Linked DNA regions of Gossypium arboreum: regions 2 and 3 are each linked to region 1. Evidence: chromatin contacts called from public Hi-C data. All regions are on one chromosome and are shown on one strand. The core of a region is the stretch at or near the end of the contact, and the rest is flanking DNA. Distances in the headings are between cores, read along the strand shown. Region 1 holds the start of LOC108457870 (vacuolar protein-sorting-associated protein 37 homolog 1). Region 2 holds the start of LOC108465691 (DEAD-box ATP-dependent RNA helicase 38). Region 3 holds the start of LOC108458946.

The links. A called contact is a pair of places that touch in the nucleus more often than the background predicts.
Region 2: a contact with region 1 is called in a Hi-C map of leaf, with 4 times the contacts expected there. The contact joins the promoter of LOC108465691 here to the promoter of LOC108457870 in region 1. A contact is called at or near these places in 2 of 5 Hi-C or Micro-C datasets (both in leaf).
Region 3: a Hi-C map of leaf shows a contact between it and region 1, with 4 times the contacts expected there. The contact joins the promoter of LOC108458946 here to the promoter of LOC108457870 in region 1. A contact is called at or near these places in 2 of 5 Hi-C or Micro-C datasets (both in leaf).

The regions. Positions count from the first base shown.
Region 1 is chr4:94,671,997-94,675,046 of ASM2569848v2, reverse strand. LOC108457870 (vacuolar protein-sorting-associated protein 37 homolog 1) reads left to right here and starts at 1,421. Exons shown (of 7, transcript XM_017757056.2): 1 at 1,421-1,792; 2 at 2,932-3,050. The coding sequence starts at 1,779. LOC108459605 (a long non-coding RNA gene) reads left to right here. Exons shown (of 2, transcript XR_001867387.2): 2 at 130-408.
Region 2 is chr4:94,312,087-94,315,136 of ASM2569848v2, reverse strand. It overlaps LOC108465691 (DEAD-box ATP-dependent RNA helicase 38), which reads right to left and starts at 1,657. Exons shown (of 8, transcript XM_017766072.2): 1 at 1,142-1,657; 2 at 750-1,043; 3 at 432-659. The coding sequence starts at 1,393. The region is part of intron 1 of LOC128291878 (a long non-coding RNA gene); the gene reads left to right.
Region 3 is chr4:95,000,492-95,003,541 of ASM2569848v2, reverse strand. LOC108458946 reads left to right here and starts at 1,427. Exons shown (of 2, transcript XM_017758334.1): 1 at 1,427-1,737; 2 at 1,840-2,194. The coding sequence starts at 1,427. The coding sequence ends at 2,194.

The DNA of each region.
Region 1 (3,050 bases), core at 172-2,671:
GATTTTATGTATCTTTTGTATTTCGTCTCCCCTTTTACAATGATTTTGTTTCGGCCTTTATAGCTGAAAAGGAAAAAAAACAAAACAACTTACTCCTATTTCGTTGCACTTTCTGGTACTGCTTCCTAGTTTTTCGTAGGTATGGAGGCGCGAGCGTAACACCTACATGGAGCGAACGTGGAGGCGCGAAATGCGGGTGTGGTGTGAGGGTGGAGGCGGCGCCGGCCAAAGGGAGTGCCTAAGTGCTAGGGTTTGCTGTTTCTGAAAAAAAAATTTGGGCCATAGTATTGGGCTTAAGGTTTTGGGTTAGTTTGGGGTTTGTATTGGGTTTGTTATTTAGTGATTTGGGCCGGGTAATTTTGGCTCATTACAAAGTTAATTCAATTTAATAACAAGAGTAATCAATAACTCAATCCTCCATTGATTCATATAAAATATAATATTTTCTTATTCACAATCTCAATATGATATCCATAATAGTGAATATATTTGAAAATTAATGGATTAACCATCACAAATTTTGTACTTTTTAATATTGATATATTAGCTTTTCTAAAGCTTTCAACTAATTTTGTATTATCAAATATTGTAATAATATTTGTTTGTTTCAGTCTGAATAAGATAAATATTTTCTATCTGTAATGATAGAATTCATTACTACATTCTCATATCTTTTCTCGAAAAGTATTAATGAAACAAAATATTTGAGCATACAATAAAAATTATATGCACTTTTAATATTAATATAAAACTTAAAAGAGTGATAAGTATTTTAAAAAAATTAATTGTATTATGTATATAAGCATCCTAAAAATTTTTAATTTCCTTTCAAAATTTGATTTTTATTTAATAAATTATTCTCATTAAATTCACATTCGCATAAAATATAAATTAATTTAAAATTTCAAAAGAACTTCTATAAGTAAAAGAATTATGGAATTTATTTAACTACAAAAATAATATAAGAGTTAAATTAAACAATAAGGAACTTTTTCATATATTAGTCAAATTATACATTAACGAAATCAGAAGATGATGATCAGATCCCATTAAAGCTTAAAAGAAAGTTTTTTCTGAATTTTCCAATTTTTTTTAAAAGATGTAATAGGTTATTGTAATTTTTATAAATTTAAAATTTAATCATTTTAAGTTTTTTATTTTATTTTTTATATTTTTGAATTCACATCTAGTATTAATAATACTGTTATTTTTTTGTTAGTATAAAAAATATAGTGTTAACAATTCCACTTGAATTTTATAATTTTAAAATTAAATAGATTAAATTTTTAAAATTAAGAACCCATATGATGATCTAATGATTAAAAGTGCTATTGTCTCAATGTGACTTGAGTTCAAACCGTACTAATCATGTTTGTTGTTCTGTTATTAATTTTCAAAAAAAAAGTTTTCTAAATATAAATTTTAAATTTATAACATATTTTAAGATTAATTGTTTTTCAACAAGTTTCTTCTACTCAGATGCTTCATCGTCGGTGTCCAAAACCAATAATAACCCACCAAATGTACCTAAAACTGTTTTTTTTTTTTTAAGAACTAAAAAAACTTTTGTCTCGTTGATTTTAGACCTCCTTAAATATAATCTCTTAGACTCAGTTTCTTTTTAATTAAAAATCCGAAATAATATTTTCTTACTCTGTAAGGAACAAATAATCTTTTCTTCGTCTACGACTCTAACGCTGTTTTTCATTTTTTTTTTGGTTTCTATTTATTGGGTTGATTGATTATCCAACGATCAACAAGCCACCCGCTTGCGAGCTATGTTCAGGTTCTGGTATGTTTTCTTTGTTACCTCTTTAATCTCTATTGATTTATTTGGATTATTGGATTCTATTATTTCGTTTTTTTTCCGATTCAGCCTTATTTTGAGGGGGGTTTCTTATATAAATTGCCTGCGAATTTGACTAATTTCACTTGGATTTGTGACTTCGATCGAACTTTCTTCAGAATTTCTTTTTATTAATATAATTGTGGGTTTGCTGGATTTTGGGAAATTTTTTTCCTATTAATTCTTTTTTCTTTGGAATTTTAATGTGTATTGTATTTTTAGAATCACCGTTTCCTTCCTTTTGGGCGTATTAAGAGGCTGTTCGATCATCAAAGAAACTAAAATTTGTGCTAAAGGAAAGCTGGGTTATTGTATTTTTTTTAAAGTGATAAACATGTTTCAGAAACTGCAGCTAAACCAAAAGTGTCCGCTCTTCTTCCTCCTTTTGGCTGTTGTATGAAATAGAATAAATGTGGGATTTAGTCGGTAATATCTATTTTCATGAAGTTGGATTTCAGATGAGCACATCTTAATTGCTCATCATGTTAGGGCAAGTCTAAAGTGTAGACATGTTTCATGATGCTGGTTTTACATAGAGCATCTCTTAATTGCTCATCATGTTAGGGCAAGTCTAAATTGTGGACATGTTTCATGAAGTTGGGTTTACATAGAGCATCTCTTAATTGCTCATCATGTGAGGGCAACTGTGGACATGCTTCATGCGTTTTTGGTGCTATTACCCTGTCGTTTTAATATGCTCCGGCAGTATATGCGCCTTATGTTGGATTATCTCAATAGGGGTAACTCTGTCAAATGGTCAATAAATTGTATCATTGTTTAATACTATTCCTACTACTACTACTCAAAATCCCAAACCCTTAAATCAGAGGAAAATACAATCTTAAGTGCACTTGGACCAACGTTTTTCTAATTGCTGCAATAGCAACAATGCCAAATGAGAAAATGGCATTTCTAAATGCTGTGAAGCCACTAAAGTTGTGTTGTAGTTGTACTTGTGCAGTAATGATCAAAAGTTAAAACTTGATAGCGATATTTCTAACTTCAGCTGGAGTTTTTTATTTTTTTCACTCACATGCTTTGTGACATTTATATTTGGTTGCACTAAAATTTTGATCATGATGCAGGGGTTCACAGGAGCAACAAGCTCAGCCACGTCCACAAGAGGGTTCTTCACATTCTTGGTATCCTCCTCCTGGTGTTAGCTCCACAAATTCTTCCCGGCCTTCAACGCCAGGTAGCAGTG
Region 2 (3,050 bases), core at 408-2,907, 360 kb after region 1:
CTCAAAAGCTATAATATTCAAATAAAACGAAAAATAGACAAAGCATTGTAGTAAAAATTCTGCAACCTCCACCTAAAATCCAAAGGGCTACACGCTGGATGTTGCAAATCAATTGAAAATGCAAACAATTGCTTAGGCAGCCATGAATATCACATACCACTAGAAAGATAACTCCCAAGTTACCTTCTCATATGCATAACATGATTCACTAACAAACACATGTCTCTACCTATACAGCTGACCAAACCAAAATCAGGTAGCCACAAATTCATATATAGACAAGTAAAGTTAGACAATGTTCCACAATAAAGAGACTTAGTTACAATTCTAAAGTTGCAACAATTTGTTCTTTCCTAATACTGAGAACAAGGCACTACAAATTCTAATTTCATCAAAACAAGAAGCAGATAAACCAGCAAAACAAAAGTTACCTCAGCCAGCATGTGATCAGCTTCATCAAACACAAGAATCTTCACATTACTCACACCCAATTTCTTTGCTGACATCCACTTCTTAATAGTGCCAGGAGTACCAATAACTACTTGAGCGATAACGGGTGCCCGTTTATTAATTGGAATATAATTGGAACTATCCATTGGAATAGCACATTCTGATGTTATCCCAGTATGCTTCCCCATCTTCCTAAGCACTTCCAAATTCTGCAAGAAAACACAGCCAAATTTTAACATCAAAACCAAAACCCAGATTTCATTGGTACCTCAAAAAATTCAAGATCTCATGAACTTAACCTGAATAGCCAGTTCTCTAGTAGGACAAATGCAAAGTGCTTGAGGAGCTTTTAGATTCGGATCAACACGAGACAGCATTCCAAGAGTAAAGCAAGTGGTTTTACCAGAACCATTGTGAGCTTGAGCAATTAAATCCAAGTGAGGAGGCGTCAAAATCATTGGTAAACTAATAGCTTGGATTTTGCTAGGCTTTTCAAATTTCATCTCAACATATAGCCCTTTTAACAATTCAGGGGACAGATTCAATTCCTCAAACGTAAATGCTGAAGTGTATGGTGTCTCCCCAGATGTGACCTGCAAAAGTCGAACAAAAACATGAAGAAGTCAAAACCCTAAATCTCAGTCGAACAAAAAAGGAAAAGGCTCAAGTATTTAGGGTCAGGGATAGATACGGCTTTGATGTTGGAGTCCTCGGGTTCGTCGAGGAACTTGTTGATCTTTTTGCTTTCATCGATTTTTAGGTTTTCAACTCCGAGTTCCGGCGCACCTTTGTCTTCCGATGAAGTGCTCGGTTCTTCCGAAGCTTCGTCTTCCATATCGGCCCATCTTACTGGTGCCTCGGTGGTCTTTTTGGTTTCTTGAGGCGCTGGCGCCTCGGCGGTGGTAGAGGTAGAAGGGGCGGAGTTAGAGGCGGTTTCAGCCATGAAGCTCTAGAAATCGATGGAACAAAGGCAAAAGGGTAGTAAATCGGTTTCTTTTTCTTATTAGGCTATTAGGAAAAACCAAAATCAGAAACAAAAATGACTATAAATATAGGTGGAGGAAAATTATAAAGAAGGCTCGTTAAAATCAGATTTAAATAGGCTCCAAACAATATCAACCGTTTGATTAAAAGCAATTAATCTGAACCATTGAAAGAAAAAGAAAATCTTAAAGATAAAAATGCAACTACCTTTTTTGTTAAATACAACTTGATTTATCGGTAAAATATTCGTGAATTCATACTTTAAAAAAAGGTTTTATTTACCTCACCCCTAACAGATTACTGTAAAATTCTCGCCGTTTAACCGACTTACACCCCAAAGTAAACGGTTTAGTTTCTTTCAACTATATCCTTCCTTTACTTTAGTTTTTTCCTTTTCAGCTTTATTTTCAATTAAGTAATTTGATGTTAAAAAAATTATTAAATTTATAAAAGTATGATAAAAATCTTTATAGTATAAACTAAATTATATTTTATTTTTCTATTCAAAAATGAGTATATTAATTCTTGTATGTTAATCTATTTTTGTTATTAATAATTTATTTTATATATCAACATAAAGTATAAATGACACCTCACATATCATTATGTTAAGTTTTATATTATTGTTACTCATTCTCTCGTTAAAATCTCTTTTATGGGTGATTTTTATTTGAATATAATAGACCACCTTCAAATATAGGTTTTAAGTTTTGTAGTGCTATTGATAGTAACTGAGACAATAAGGGCAGTAATGTCATTCTTTTAATCTTAAAACCACACTTTCTTACCCTTGGAAAATGTTTAGGAGGGTGCAAGCAGACTAAGGGTGGGTTTGGGGCGACGGTACGGTGCGTTTAGCTTACTTTTTATTTCACGCTATAGTATCGCTACAGTATCCAATCTCACTGTCACCGCTATTTTTTACACTAAGCGTAGGTAAACGCACCGTCTATCCAAACTCACCCTAAATTGATGGTGTCAAATACACGTAACCTGCATTTAGCTTTGAGCATTTGAGCTACAATGACACGCATAATATCTATAGCTACTTACATTATTTCATGCTACGAAGAAAGGCTTAGCTCAACTATTGCTTTCCCCCATTGTTGATGGACTTAAACTAATGAAATCAATTAGTTATTTGTTTTGCTTGTGTATGTAATAGGCCAAACTTGACCAGGCCTCAATTAAACTTCAAATTATTTACAACATCAAGCCTAAACTTAAACCCAAAATAAAAAAAAACCCTAAAGCCCAAAGTTATGGCCCACTACCTAAACAAATTTTGGCAAAAATCAGAAAACCCTAACCCTAGGAGCGCCGCTGCCCCCATGTGCATCCTCTGATAGCCACCTGCTCTGCCATCAACCACCACCCTGCAAAGAAGGAAGAACACGCAAGATCAATAGAAAAAACAGTGTTTGGAAATTGGCTATAAAGCCACACAAAACTGAATGTAAAGGGGTTCTTGAAAAAAAAGAGGATTATCAATACAAACAGTAGGTGTTCAAATACAAAAAAAAAAAATCAAAAACAGATAGCAGTTGAAGAAGAAAACGATTCGTTGTCAAGGTTTCCTCTTTTATTTTATTTATTTTCCTATTTTCGAATCTATT
Region 3 (3,050 bases), core at 178-2,677, 330 kb before region 1:
GAAAGAAGATAACTCTGTTGATAGGGGTATTTTCCAATTTAAAAAGAACCCCGAAAGGGCCTAAGGCCTTGACCCAATTTTTACAAACCTAACTTTGTGAAATTATGGCCTGATTCATCAATAAAAGGTTCTAATGATTCAAAATAATTTTGGATATCAAATATAATATTGAAATATTATTGTCATCATTAAGTTTTAAGAATTGATCAAACTATCCTTTGTGGCAAAATTATCTTTTATCTCTTTTTGTCAAATTTAGATTTCTTCTTAAAATTTGATAGTTAGAACAAATCAAGTTCATAATTCATCAAAAATATTTATAATAATTCTATGAGTAATGAAAATTGTACTTTAGCTTTTTTTTCGATAAAATAGAAAAATTACAATTCAATCCCTATAATATTTAAAATTTTTAATTTAGTCTCAAAAGTGGTTTTCATTCCACCGAATCATAGTCCAATTTATTTCATGATAACTCATCCATAATAATTCATATTTTTCCACTTTTGGGTAATGTTGCACAATGGTCCTCATACTTTTCAAAATTTACCTTATTTAGTTCTTTTTATCACATTTTCACTTTTTAAATTCTTTTTATATATTCTCAACTCCAATATCAAATTTCTTTTACAAAATTTCTAATTTGAGTCATTCAATATTTTTTGATATTCGAACCCAAAATCCTACAATGTGTCATATCAAAATTTACATGACATTAGATATGTTATCTTAGAATAATTATTTTTATCATGTATTCTTAAAAGATAATTTACTCTGCATCACTCGTTTAAAATTTGTTGTCTATACTTTTATTACTACTTAAACTAAAAAGAAAATATATTCAACTTTCTATCTTGATCCATTAAATATGTTAAATTTATTTGAGAAAATTGAGAATACTTTTTTCATATCTTTTAAATTTGAATTTCCAAAATGTTATTTTATTTTTACGAAGAAAAAATTATTTTGTGATATGTTATTTATTTGATATTTAAAACTAAATAAATTATTCATGAATTCAAATGTTAAAATGTTTAGGAAAATATTTATTACTCAGTTTTCTGGTGTCATTATCTAACGTAGGCCATATTATCTTAATTATTATATCTTAAATAAGGTGGTAAAATAAAATAAGATGTGAATTGTGATATCATCATATCCTCAAACGTAATCATACTCTACCAGACAAGTGACACTTGGCCAATTACATACCATACACGTGGGCCACTATCAAAGAATGCCACTTGTAATCTCTCAAGTCTTCAGCCTCTCTTGAGAGAAGACCAAAGTGTTTCAACTGTTTTAAAAAACACTACAATTTGTCCATTTTCTTCAGCTTCACCAACTGCAAACTCTCGTAAACCCATCTTTTTAAAGTTACCACCACAAGTTGTAAAGTTGAAAGAAGACCTGTAGATGGTAAATTATGGATCCTGCAAATGGTGCTCAAGATTCAGGGTCCTTTCTGACTCCTTTGTTGATTTCCTTGGCCGGCATAGTTGCCACTTGTCTAGCACTAATTGTATACCATTTTTTACTTGTCAAATACTGCCTAAGATGGGGAGATAAACCGGATGATGCTACAAATCCCTCCATACCAACTGGGCTTCAACAGAAAATCCTGGGAACAATTCCAATCCTGTCTTTCTCCAGGGATAAAGATGAAGAATTGGGCACTCATCAAACTGAATGCGCTGTTTGCTTGGGAGAACTAAAGGAAGGGGAGACTATACGCTTGTTGCCAAACTGAAGGCATTTGTTTCATGTCCCGTGCATTGACAATTGGTTTTTGGCACGTTCTACCTGTCCTATTTGTCTAACACTTGTAGAGTATTCTAGTTTAGAATCGCCTCCGGCCAACCATATTGGAGGAGAAAGGGTTCCGGATTTGGCTCGAAACATCGGACAAGGTGGCGATCAGGCCGCATCAACGTCCGGGGTTCAGTCAAATACTTTGTTAAGACATTGTGTGCCCCTGGTGTTCCCTAGAGTAAGTAAAACACATGTGATCACAGGGTTGAAGGGATCCTTGTCAATGGATCAGTTCCACATATACATTAACTTAATAGATGACAGTGGAGATGCTTCTTCTTTAACATCAAAGATGATTTTGTGGAAGAGCAATTCTTGTAAGGCCCCATCTATGAGACAGTTGGATAGAATGTCTTCATTGTTGAGATCTTTCTCACAGTAGGAGTAGAACCAGTTATGGAATTCTTCCTTACTAACATGATGTTTGGAAACAAAAATTTTGTTGATGCTTTCGGTTGCTTCCATCATATACTAGATTAATTTGAAATTTTACTTCATCCAGGTTTATAATCCTAAATCATGTTTATACTCTGTTTGTTAACTTTCCAAGCCATATGTTCGGAAATAATAATAAAAAATTCTAATATGTTGCCACATGCATTCTGGCCAAAATTCTAAACTAGTTTCTACTATTTGAAACACTCTAATTAAGATCATATCCATCAACTTCTTTCACTAACACAACGCTAGCCTGCATTAATTTTGGATTTAATGTAACATACTTAAAATATGTTAGATCTACTTTATACATATATGTTCACCACATTGACAGCTTAGACAAAAAGTTAAAAAAAAGAAACCGTGTCTTTAAAATTTAGGATTATTTTTTTAAACGCATCATATTCAAGTTGCTCATTATAAGTATAAATGCATTTAAAATTTGATTCACATATTTTGATTATGTTTTAAATCATATCTGTGAAGAAATTTAACATCTTAACTAACAATTAGGCTAACGCTAAGACTTGCTTGAAGCAATGGTTAAAGCTATTGTTTAGCACTTAGACCAAACATGTTCAAATTTTGTCATTTTTCCTCCCCTTCCCCTTCTAATGATAAAAAAAAACACTAATAGTTAGGTTGACAAAAAACCTAATTGATATTGTACTAATAATTTGGAAACCCAATGCAATGGTAAGGTACATTGTATACCCAAATAGAGAATGCAAGTTTAAACCTTGATGAAAAAATTGTTAAGAGCGACAACGATGAACCTTGAATATAGACCGTAAAACGAA